Regions from separate parts of the Hordeum vulgare genome. Here region 2 is linked to region 1. The links are chromatin contacts, called in public Hi-C maps. All regions are on one chromosome and are shown on one strand. The core of a region is the stretch at or near the end of the contact, and the rest is flanking DNA. Distances in the headings are between cores, read along the strand shown.

Region 1 (4,588 bases), core at 943-3,442:
CCTTTTCGGGGAAATTAACCTTTGTGATCATTACAATTGCAATATTATTCCACCCATCATGTATAGAACAAGTAACCGCATGTAGTACCTCTTCGATCAAGTCATTTCCCAACATAGACCAAAACCTTTTGTAAAAATAGTGTGGATACCATCTGAACACGGTGTTTTTAAATCACAAATATCAAATAGAACCCTTCTAACCTCCTATGTCGTATAGGGAGCGAGAAGAGTATTATTCATTTCATCGATTACTTTCCTTTGGACAAGAGATAGAATCTTTGGGTTCTTTGTCTCTTTATCCTGCACCCAAACACCATTGTCATCAAGCAATTTTGTAATCTCACTTCTTTTTGTTCTAGTCGTTGCCACATTATGAAAAAGAGGTATTGCGGTCACCATGCAACAACTAGCGTGCACAACCACGTTGTAAGGAGTAGATCTCTTGTTGCTCCAAAAGATTTTCAGTGAGAACAAGAATTTCCTTTTGTCACACTTGAGAATCCGCATTCACCCCTTCACAATATTTTCAAATCTTATTTGAGCTTATTAATTCTTCTTTCTGGTCCCTCCAAAATATCATGATCCCAAGTATTCAAATCCACATGCACCGCCCAAGTACGATTAGCAATAGACGGCCCAATACCCAACATATTTGCTTTGTTCCACGATGTACGTACAATAACCACAACTATTTCTTGTTTGAGCCATTGACCTTCAAATTGTTTCGCTCGGCTCCTTGGGCGATTAAACATATTCCCATCATAATATTCTGTGTGTAGGATAAGAGGACGATGATCAGAGTGTACATGTTCTTCATTTATGACCACAACCCGGAGAAAATTATGATTAGACGAGGGGAATATCTAGTTGCATGTGAGTCACCTCGTGAGGAGGAGAAAACAAGTGCGAGATCCCTATAACCTGATTTGTAGCAAATGGTGTTGCCATGGTTGCATGTTTAGATCAACATAAATGTGTTTTCTGTGCCCCTCATGATTGATGAGAGCGAGAGCACAATTTTGCCAAATATATATACTCAAAACTCGTCGTTTTTAGTTTCTTCAAATCTTCAATTCCTCATTTGTACATTTCTTATCTTACGATTGACGAGATCACATAAAACTAAGAGCCCAAATTTTCTTCTTCTTGTGAAGCTATGTTAATTCATAACCGGGCCAGGTTTAAACTCTTGTCGGGCTCGGCCCGCGTCTTTTCTACAAAAAGAGTGGAAAGCACATCCAAGCCTCAATTTGTCGGAGCTATATGTTCTGCTTTGGTAATTATATTATATTATATTATTGGCACGATAAGTATGGTAGTAGAAGAAAAGTAGTAGTAGAGTGAAAGTTGCGGAGCGCTCTTTACTACTGTACCAGCACTAGCATTTTCTTCCCATCCATCTGTACTCCGCGAGCGCAATATACATTACCCCAAAAACCCACCCGTTTCACTTCCATATACTACTACAACAGAGAAAAGGCGTGCTCTCAAAAGACAGCGAGAAAGCATCAGGACACGACAGTTTATATTAACCCAAAAGTCCAGCGGTCAAAAAAGGCAATGCGCCAATGCACGCGGTGCCAGCCAGGAGGAGCCCCCAGCCGTTTCCAAGCCGTGCCGCACACGGCCACGGCCACGGCCGTCTCCATCCCCCCGCGCGCGCCAGTCCAGTTCGTTTTTCGGCCCCGTCGCCGCCTCCACCACTGTCCCTCCCTCCAACCGAAAGCGCCCCTCGCTCCGCCGCACATGCCAAGCCCCTTGGACGCACTCGCCTCACCGCACCGCACCGCGCCGCGCCCTACCCTACCCCTCTCCTCTCCTCTCCTAGCAGGGATTCAGATCCGAAACCCGCGGGCCCCACGCTCACACACAAAGCGCTCCCGGTCGGGTCGGGTCGGGTCGGGTCCGGGTCCGGTCCCGGCCAGCCCTCCGCGCGCAGGGACCAATCAAACACCCCCGCGAAACACCCGGGTCGCCATCCCGTGGGATCCGTCAACGACCCACTGACCCATCCCGAGCGCCCCACATGGCAGCGTCCCCAGCGCACCGCCTCCATACCGGGCCGGGCCGCCGCGGCATGGGGGCAGGAGCAGGATCCGCTAAGCCGCTTCCGGGTCTTAGGTCGGCGCCCGAGCTGGTCACCTCCCCCCGGTAGTTATAAGAGACCCCTCAGCCCGCCCTCCCCTCCTCTCTTCTCTCCGCTCCACCCACTCCCACCTCTGCTCCCCTCTCTGCTCCCGTCCCGATCTGCGTTCGCGGCCCCGGGGGCTCTCACGCCGGCGGCCGGCAAGATCCGTCAGAAATTGAGGAGCGCGACGGCGGCGGGGAGCGGCGGCGGCGAGCAATGGACGGCCACAACGGGGGCGGCGCGTGCGCCGGCGCCGGCAAGCTCACGCGGACGCCCTCCTCGCTGCTGCGCTCCCCGACTGTGCGCAACTGCTCCTCCTTCCAGGCGGTGCTGGTGGAGGACCCGGAGCCCGACGACAAGAAGTCGCAGGCCGCGGCGCAGCGCAAGGCCCCGCACCCGCACGCCGGCCCGGCCCACCCGGCCCTCGTCCTCGCGCTCCCGCTCGCCCTGCTCCTCCTGCTGCTCCTCCTCCGCGACGACCTCCACCTCCTCCTCCTCGCCGCCGCCGCCACCGCCGCGCTCGCCGCCGCCGCCGCAGCCGCGCGCCTCCTCCGCGGCCGCCTGCGGATGCGCCGCTCCCCGCAGACAGGCTCCGTGCAGTGGTTCATCGGCGACGACGACGACAAGCCGCACCACGCCCGGGACACCAGGGGCAAGGCCGCCGCCGCGCACGGCCGCGTCGTGCGGGAGGGCGTCGAGTTCTACAGCAATGGGGACTGCTACGAGGGTGAGTTCCACAAGGGCCGCTGCAACGGCAGCGGCGTCTACAACTTCTTCGGCAAGGGCAAGTACGAGGGCGACTGGGTTGACGGCAAGTACGACGGCTACGGCATCGAGAGCTGGGCGCGCGGCAGCCGCTACCGCGGCCAGTACCGCCAGGGCCTCCGCCACGGCCACGGGGTGTACCGATTCTACAGCGGCGACTGCTACGCGGGCGAGTGGGCCGGCGGCCAGAGCCACGGCATCGGCGCGCAGACCTGCTCGGACGGGAGCTCCTATGTAGGGGAGTTCAAGTGCGGCGTCAAGCACGGCCTTGGCAGCTACCATTTCCGGTGAGCATATTGCCAAATTCCCTGCTTTGATTTGGTCACGCCACTGTTTCCATATCTCAGCAACTGTTCGATTGCTTCATTAATACTAACCCCAACCACCTTATTATATATCTTCATCTTCATCATCACAGTAATAGTTCAAGCAACATCGGTGAGAAATTCCTAGTAATTTCTGACGTTCTGTTGCAATTTGTTTCAGAAATGGCGATCGCTTCGCCGGGGAGTACTTTGGGGACAAGATCCATGGGTTTGGGGTCTACCGCTTTGCCAATGGCCATTGCTACGAAGGCTCCTGGCATGAAGGCAAGAAGCAGGGATTCGGAATGTACACCTTTCGGAATGGCGACAAGCGATCGGGGGAGTGGGACTTTGGGACTCTCAAGAGCCCCCTGCCTCCCACCGATCCTTCCGTTGAGCGTGCCGTGCAGGTATTAAACCGATTTGCTTACACATAAAATCGCCCCCTAGGAGTCTTTACCTCTGCAAATCCTTGTGGAATTCTAATGGTTCCATTGTATGATCAGGCTGCACAACGGGCCGCGGAGAACGCCTTCCACCTGCCGAGAGTCGATGAGCAGGTGCACAAGGTGGTCATGGCCGCGAACAGGGCAGCCACGGCGGCCAGGGTGGCGGCGATCAAGGCAGTCCAGAACAGGATGGACGGGAAATTCTGCGATACCTATGTGTGAAGAGCGTGTGTGTTGAAGAAAACATGCCCCTTTCTTCTAACTGTACATTAGGGTAGTGGAGGACAATAACACTAATCGGTGAGAGTTTCAGACGACGACGACGACGAAGACGACCGGGGCGGCACAACCGCTTGCTCCGAGTCAGAGAGAGATCTGATCGGATCAGCAACAAAGAGGGAGCCTCCGAGGAGGAGCGGAGCTGACAAGTTTTGCATTTCAAAAACAGCTCAGATTCTGCGACGATCGCGATCGCGATCGATCGGTGGTCCCTTTCTTTCCCCCCTTCCAGCAAGCTGTAAATTGTACATAGATCCAAGTGTATCAATGGAAGAGCTGATTGATCATTTCCAGCTGATGAGTCTTTCCCTTCCTAGTTCATGCCACTTGCTGCATATCCTAAGTAGAGCAAGTTCCTCTGTGTGCATTGCACTTGCACATACCACGAATGTGCTTGCACCTGCAACATTTTCATCGCACCGATCTGAATCTTGACTGTGCCTGGGGTTGGACACCATGTGCAGTGATTCCCCATTTTGCAACGGTAGTAGTACAAGGAGGAGATGCACATGGGGGATTGTGAATAATTTCCTCCGGTCCTGCAACTTGTTATTAGCTTTGATAATGTTGGCCCCTACTATGATAGTTAGTAGCAGTATTATATTTCCAGTACCATTTGCTGTCTATCCATTCCCCGCATCTGAGCCCCACCGTGTTGATTC
Region 2 (4,701 bases), core at 2,043-4,542, 140 kb before region 1:
CATTGCTGTCCAATATGTTTATTTTAGCACAGGTGCCCAATATACTGAAAGAAAACAGAGCGGTGACAAGAATCGTCAATACCCGGTTACCAGGATCAAGATGAATTCAGTTACACAAAGGATTATCAATGAAGCACTTGCAAAGCTTGATAAATAAACATGTAAAATGCAATTGTCAGTATCGCCTGACCATACCCTGTCGGAGTTGTAACAGTTGCAAGTGATCCAAACACAGGAGCCAGCTCAAGTGAACACAGAGGGACCGGTGTTCTCTGAGCTAGAGCTATCTCAGCAGCCGCCACACATGGACATGGACACATGGTGGGTGATTTCTTCTGCAAAACTAGGTATCAGCCATGGTTTTCGGCTGCTCCTTTGCTTGGTATGTTGTACCAATCTTCCTTCTTGCTTTCTTTTATCTTTCCCGTTCCGCGTTTTTCAGCTACTATATACAGCAAAAATAGGAACTCAGTTATCATACACGCTGTTACCGTGATCTTTTACCGCCTATTAGCTGGTGAATGGGCGCCCTGTCTTTGAATACCATCCTTCCCTCCTTTGCTACATACTGATTTTGCCAAGCTGGACCAAGGAACCATGCCGCAGCCACTCCCCCGAGCAAGCCTCCGAGCTGTTATTAATCAAGTGAAACTCATGAACTAAACATTTCATTACAGCACGGAATGAACTACGCAGAAGTTTGGGAGACTTACATGACCCCAGTTGTCAATGCCCCTTGAAAGGAGACCCATACCCTATCAAACCAAATACATGAGATTTTCAGATGGAACAAAGCAAATAGCAAAAGCAAAGAAACACGAGGTAAGTGGAAATTAAAATCACTACCATATTTAAGATAACCACACGTGCGATCTGCTCTAAACTTTCCCTTCCATGCCCCAAAAGCTTTCTGTGCCTCCATGTATAAACAGCATAGGCACCAACCTGATGGTGCACATAAGGTGATAAAATCATGTAGGAACGTGTATCAGGATTTTTTTAACTAAATAAGAACAGGAACACGGTTCGTCGCGTTCGTACAAAATATTAGTGGCAATTAGAAGTGATATTTTTCAAATGCTCAAGTATGACCGACAAAAAGATGTACATTAAAGGCCAGCTCAATCAATATGTCCAAACAAAAGATACACCAATGTAGTACATACAACTGGGTCAAAATGATATGATATTTTTCAAATGCTCAAGTACGACAGACAAATGATGTACATTAGGCCTTGTACAATGCAAGGCACTTAGGAAGGTGCTTAGTAAAATAAACATTTTTTTTCTTAAGCACCAGGTGCTTATCTGTATAGCAGGGGTGCCTAATTAAGTGTTTGTCCTCTATAAATAAGCACCAGTGGTTAGACAAAATCCGGTTTGTTTTTCTAAGCAACTTGCATTGTACAAGGCCTTAAAGGCCAGTTCAATCAAGATGTGCAAACAAAAGATACACCAATGTAGTACATAGAAGGTCAAGATGATATTTTTCAAATGCTCAAGTACGGGCGTACGGCAGACAAAACGATGTACATTAAAGGCCAGCTCAATCAAGACGTGCAAACAAAAGATACACCAACATAGTACATAGAACTGGGTCAAACTAAAGTTTCCAACTTAGAGGTCGTAGAATAGAAAGAAATAATGATGAAACAATCTGAACAAATTACAACAGATGATCTATGTTCTGATCTATCAGTGACATTTCGTAATTCCGTATTGCTAGCAAATTATGCCGTGATGTAGGGTTAAGCAACCATGATTTTGGATCACACACAATAAAATATTTAGGTAACTGTATTTTGGAAATGAACTAGACATACCAGTCCAAAAATGGCCCCTGATGCGCCAACAGAAGGTGATTGACAATAGCGATAACTCATTAGCGAACCTGTTACAGTTCCAAGAATGAAGAATAAATTATGAACCAGGAACTAGACAGCAATCACGCCACTCCATGAATTAACAAAGACAGGTAACAAGGACAAACAAACACCTGCCAACGCGGAAGTGAAATAAACAGCAAGAAATCTTTTAGGGCCAGTAACGAGCTCCACGGTAGGGCCAATCGAATTCAAAGAAAAACAATTGAACTGCATTGTTACAACGATAGGAAGGAAAGTTAGCAATGGCGATTTAATATAGTATAATTCTAATTCTCGATAGAAAAAGGGTCACATACAGCAAGATGAGTAAGATTTCCATGAAGAATTGTTGATGTAGCCAAACGCCAAAATTCCCCTCTATCAATCAGGCTGTTGACCTTCCATCGTAAATCATGATTGCAGTCCCATAAGACAAAAAATAAATACAGTTTAGGTGAAATGGAAATTTCAACACGTACCAACCTTTGCTCCCCACATAATAAGCTTTCCTTGTGATGCTATCTGAGCGATATAGGCCCTTTAAATAAAGTAGTAAAACTGTGTTAATCCACAAATGTCGAAAGGAAGCTAATACTATAAAAACAGAGGGAATCACGCAACTTAAATTGAGCATGGACTTACAGGATGTTAACAGCAAGAAGGACATTAGTCCACAGCCTCTTCTTCGAGTTGATCCCACGAGGCCTTCTGGGCTGTAAATTTCCGCTACCGACGTATCTCCCACCTGACCTATTCCCACCGAACAAAGCAGAGCTGCAAACAAACGATGTGGAGAATACATTTCCCAGCGCCCCAAGAACTTGGTGTGTGTCAATTGGCTGTGATCCTCCAAACCAAATGTCTCCTATTCTGGGCAAGACATCAAGAGACCGCACCTCCTGGGTATTGCACAAGCTTCAGTTCAGATTAGGTTGCGCTGCGAGCTCTCAAATTCATAAAACCAATTTCTAACATGAAAAGTGAAAGGGTTCAACGCAGCACGGGCGATCATGATAACGACCGACCAACATCTGTATAACTAGAGACTGAAGGATATCACAGCTTATTGCTACAAATGACAAGTCCCAAGAAGTAACGCTACAGTTCGCGTCGGTGAAAATCCGACAGACCGCGTCACAATAGAAGAGCGAATTGGAGGCTGAGCGAGAGCGCCAGTACCGGCGAGCAGAGGAGGCTGGAGAAGCGACGGCGGAGGGAGCGGCCGAGGTGGACGCCGGCGACCGCCGCGACGACGTTCGGCTTCCAATCTCCGCCGTCGCCTCCCCCGCCTCCGCCGCCGCGTCCAGAGGAGGATCCGGGAGGGGGCGGGGGAGGCCACGGGAAGGAGGGGAGCAGCAGCCACGGCGCCATGGGAGCACCACAAGCCTGCGTCGTGGACCCCGTTGATGCCTTTCGATTGGACAGCTTCGCTTTGCTTGCTTGGAGACGCGGCATCGGACCGTACTACGGTGGGCGGGTGGGCCACATGGGCTTCCTTTGCCTAGCGGCAACATCATGGGCCTTTCCGATGTCATAAGTACCTCTGCGGCCCGCATGCTCTTCAATAGTTGTAGATCAGAAAACTCCCTTGAAATCTCTCCCTAATCTATATATACCTATATACCTATATTATTATATAATATATATATATATATATATTTTATAATAATAAAACGGTTATTGCTTCCGTCGGAAAACCCACCGCGATATTTTTATAAAAAAGCCCCTGTAATTTTTGTTATTCAACCCGCGCTCCATCATTTATCTGCAACGTAAAAGGAAAAAACGATTCGCTGTAAAAATTATACACGTACGCATCGCCTCGTCCCGTCAACCCTGGCCTGTGCCCAGGCCGCCGCCACACCACTCGCCGCCGCGGTCGGCCTCAACCTCCACCGCTGCCGATCTCAACCCACCCGCCTCCGCGGCTGTACCTCTCCCTGCTCACTGCCCCCATTGCGGCGCTCGAGCGCATCGCGTCGACCCTGGTCCACCCTGGCCTGTGCCCAGGCCGCTGCCACACCACTCGCCGCTGCGGCCGACCTCAACCACCACTGTTGTCGATCTCAACCCACCCACTTCCGCGATCGTACCTCTGCCCGCTTGCTGCCCCCGTTTCGGCGCTCGAGCACAACTTCTGGATCAAATCAACGCGACAGCTACAACGACTTGGGATGATGCGTCTGCTCGATGTAGAACGGCGGCGGCGCGCGGATAAGGCGCGGCGGAGCGAAGTAGTTGCAGGTGGAGGCGGGCCTCCATGGCTCACACACGGAACTCCGAGGTTATGGCGCGGCAACGGCGACTACTTATGGCCAGATAGAGACACCTAACCCTTGCTCCCCTCATCGTATCCCCTCCTCCGGCAGGACTCGTCATCTCGTGAGATCCCCTCCCCATGCCTCCAACCGTGTAACAAGCACCAGCAAGAAATTTTGTTTTGTGATAATTTGTTTGCTGATGAATGAATGTATTGAATGTAAGGTTGCATTGTTGTAGAGAGAGAATGGAACACCACCTTCAGTTTGTCATGTGATCTCACATTATCTATCCCATGAGTGAAATAAGATAACAGTCCATTGATCAATTCACATAGCCTCTTTGTTTTGCTTTACTTGTCCCGCTCAATTTCTCATCATGGTGGAATTAACAATGGACGGGTTGATTTCTCAACAAAATAGGATATGACTCACTACATTAGTTAGTTAGCTTATTATTTTAATAAATCAAAATGATTATAAAAAAATTAAAAGCGTGTGGTATTTTTTTTCTTCCGTTGCAACGCACGGGCTCTTTTGCTAGTAATAATAAAGCACATATTGCTTCTGTCGCCCGT

Evidence for each region. Hi-C and Micro-C count contacts between places; a contact is called where the count stands out from the background.
Region 2: a contact with region 1 is called in a Hi-C map of seedling, with 4 times the contacts expected there. The contact joins the promoter of LOC123398590 here to the promoter of LOC123395341 in region 1. A contact is called at or near these places in 4 of 6 Hi-C or Micro-C datasets (leaf and seedling) and 1 of 1 datasets of contacts at active chromatin or transcription factors (embryo).

What each region holds. Positions count from the first base shown.
Region 1 is chr5H:457,969,512-457,974,099 of MorexV3_pseudomolecules_assembly, reverse strand. It overlaps LOC123395341 (junctophilin-4-like), which reads left to right and starts at 2,192. Exons shown (of 3, transcript XM_045090335.1): 1 at 2,192-3,180; 2 at 3,380-3,608; 3 at 3,705-4,219. The coding sequence starts at 2,345. The coding sequence ends at 3,869.
Region 2 is chr5H:458,114,134-458,118,834 of MorexV3_pseudomolecules_assembly, reverse strand. It overlaps LOC123398590 (RHOMBOID-like protein 10, chloroplastic), which reads right to left and starts at 3,292. Exons shown (of 9, transcript XM_045093047.1): 1 at 3,045-3,292; 2 at 2,508-2,764; 3 at 2,349-2,403; 4 at 2,183-2,263; 5 at 1,997-2,093; 6 at 1,824-1,891; 7 at 847-945; 8 at 714-755; 9 at 1-631. The coding sequence starts at 3,236. The coding sequence ends at 488.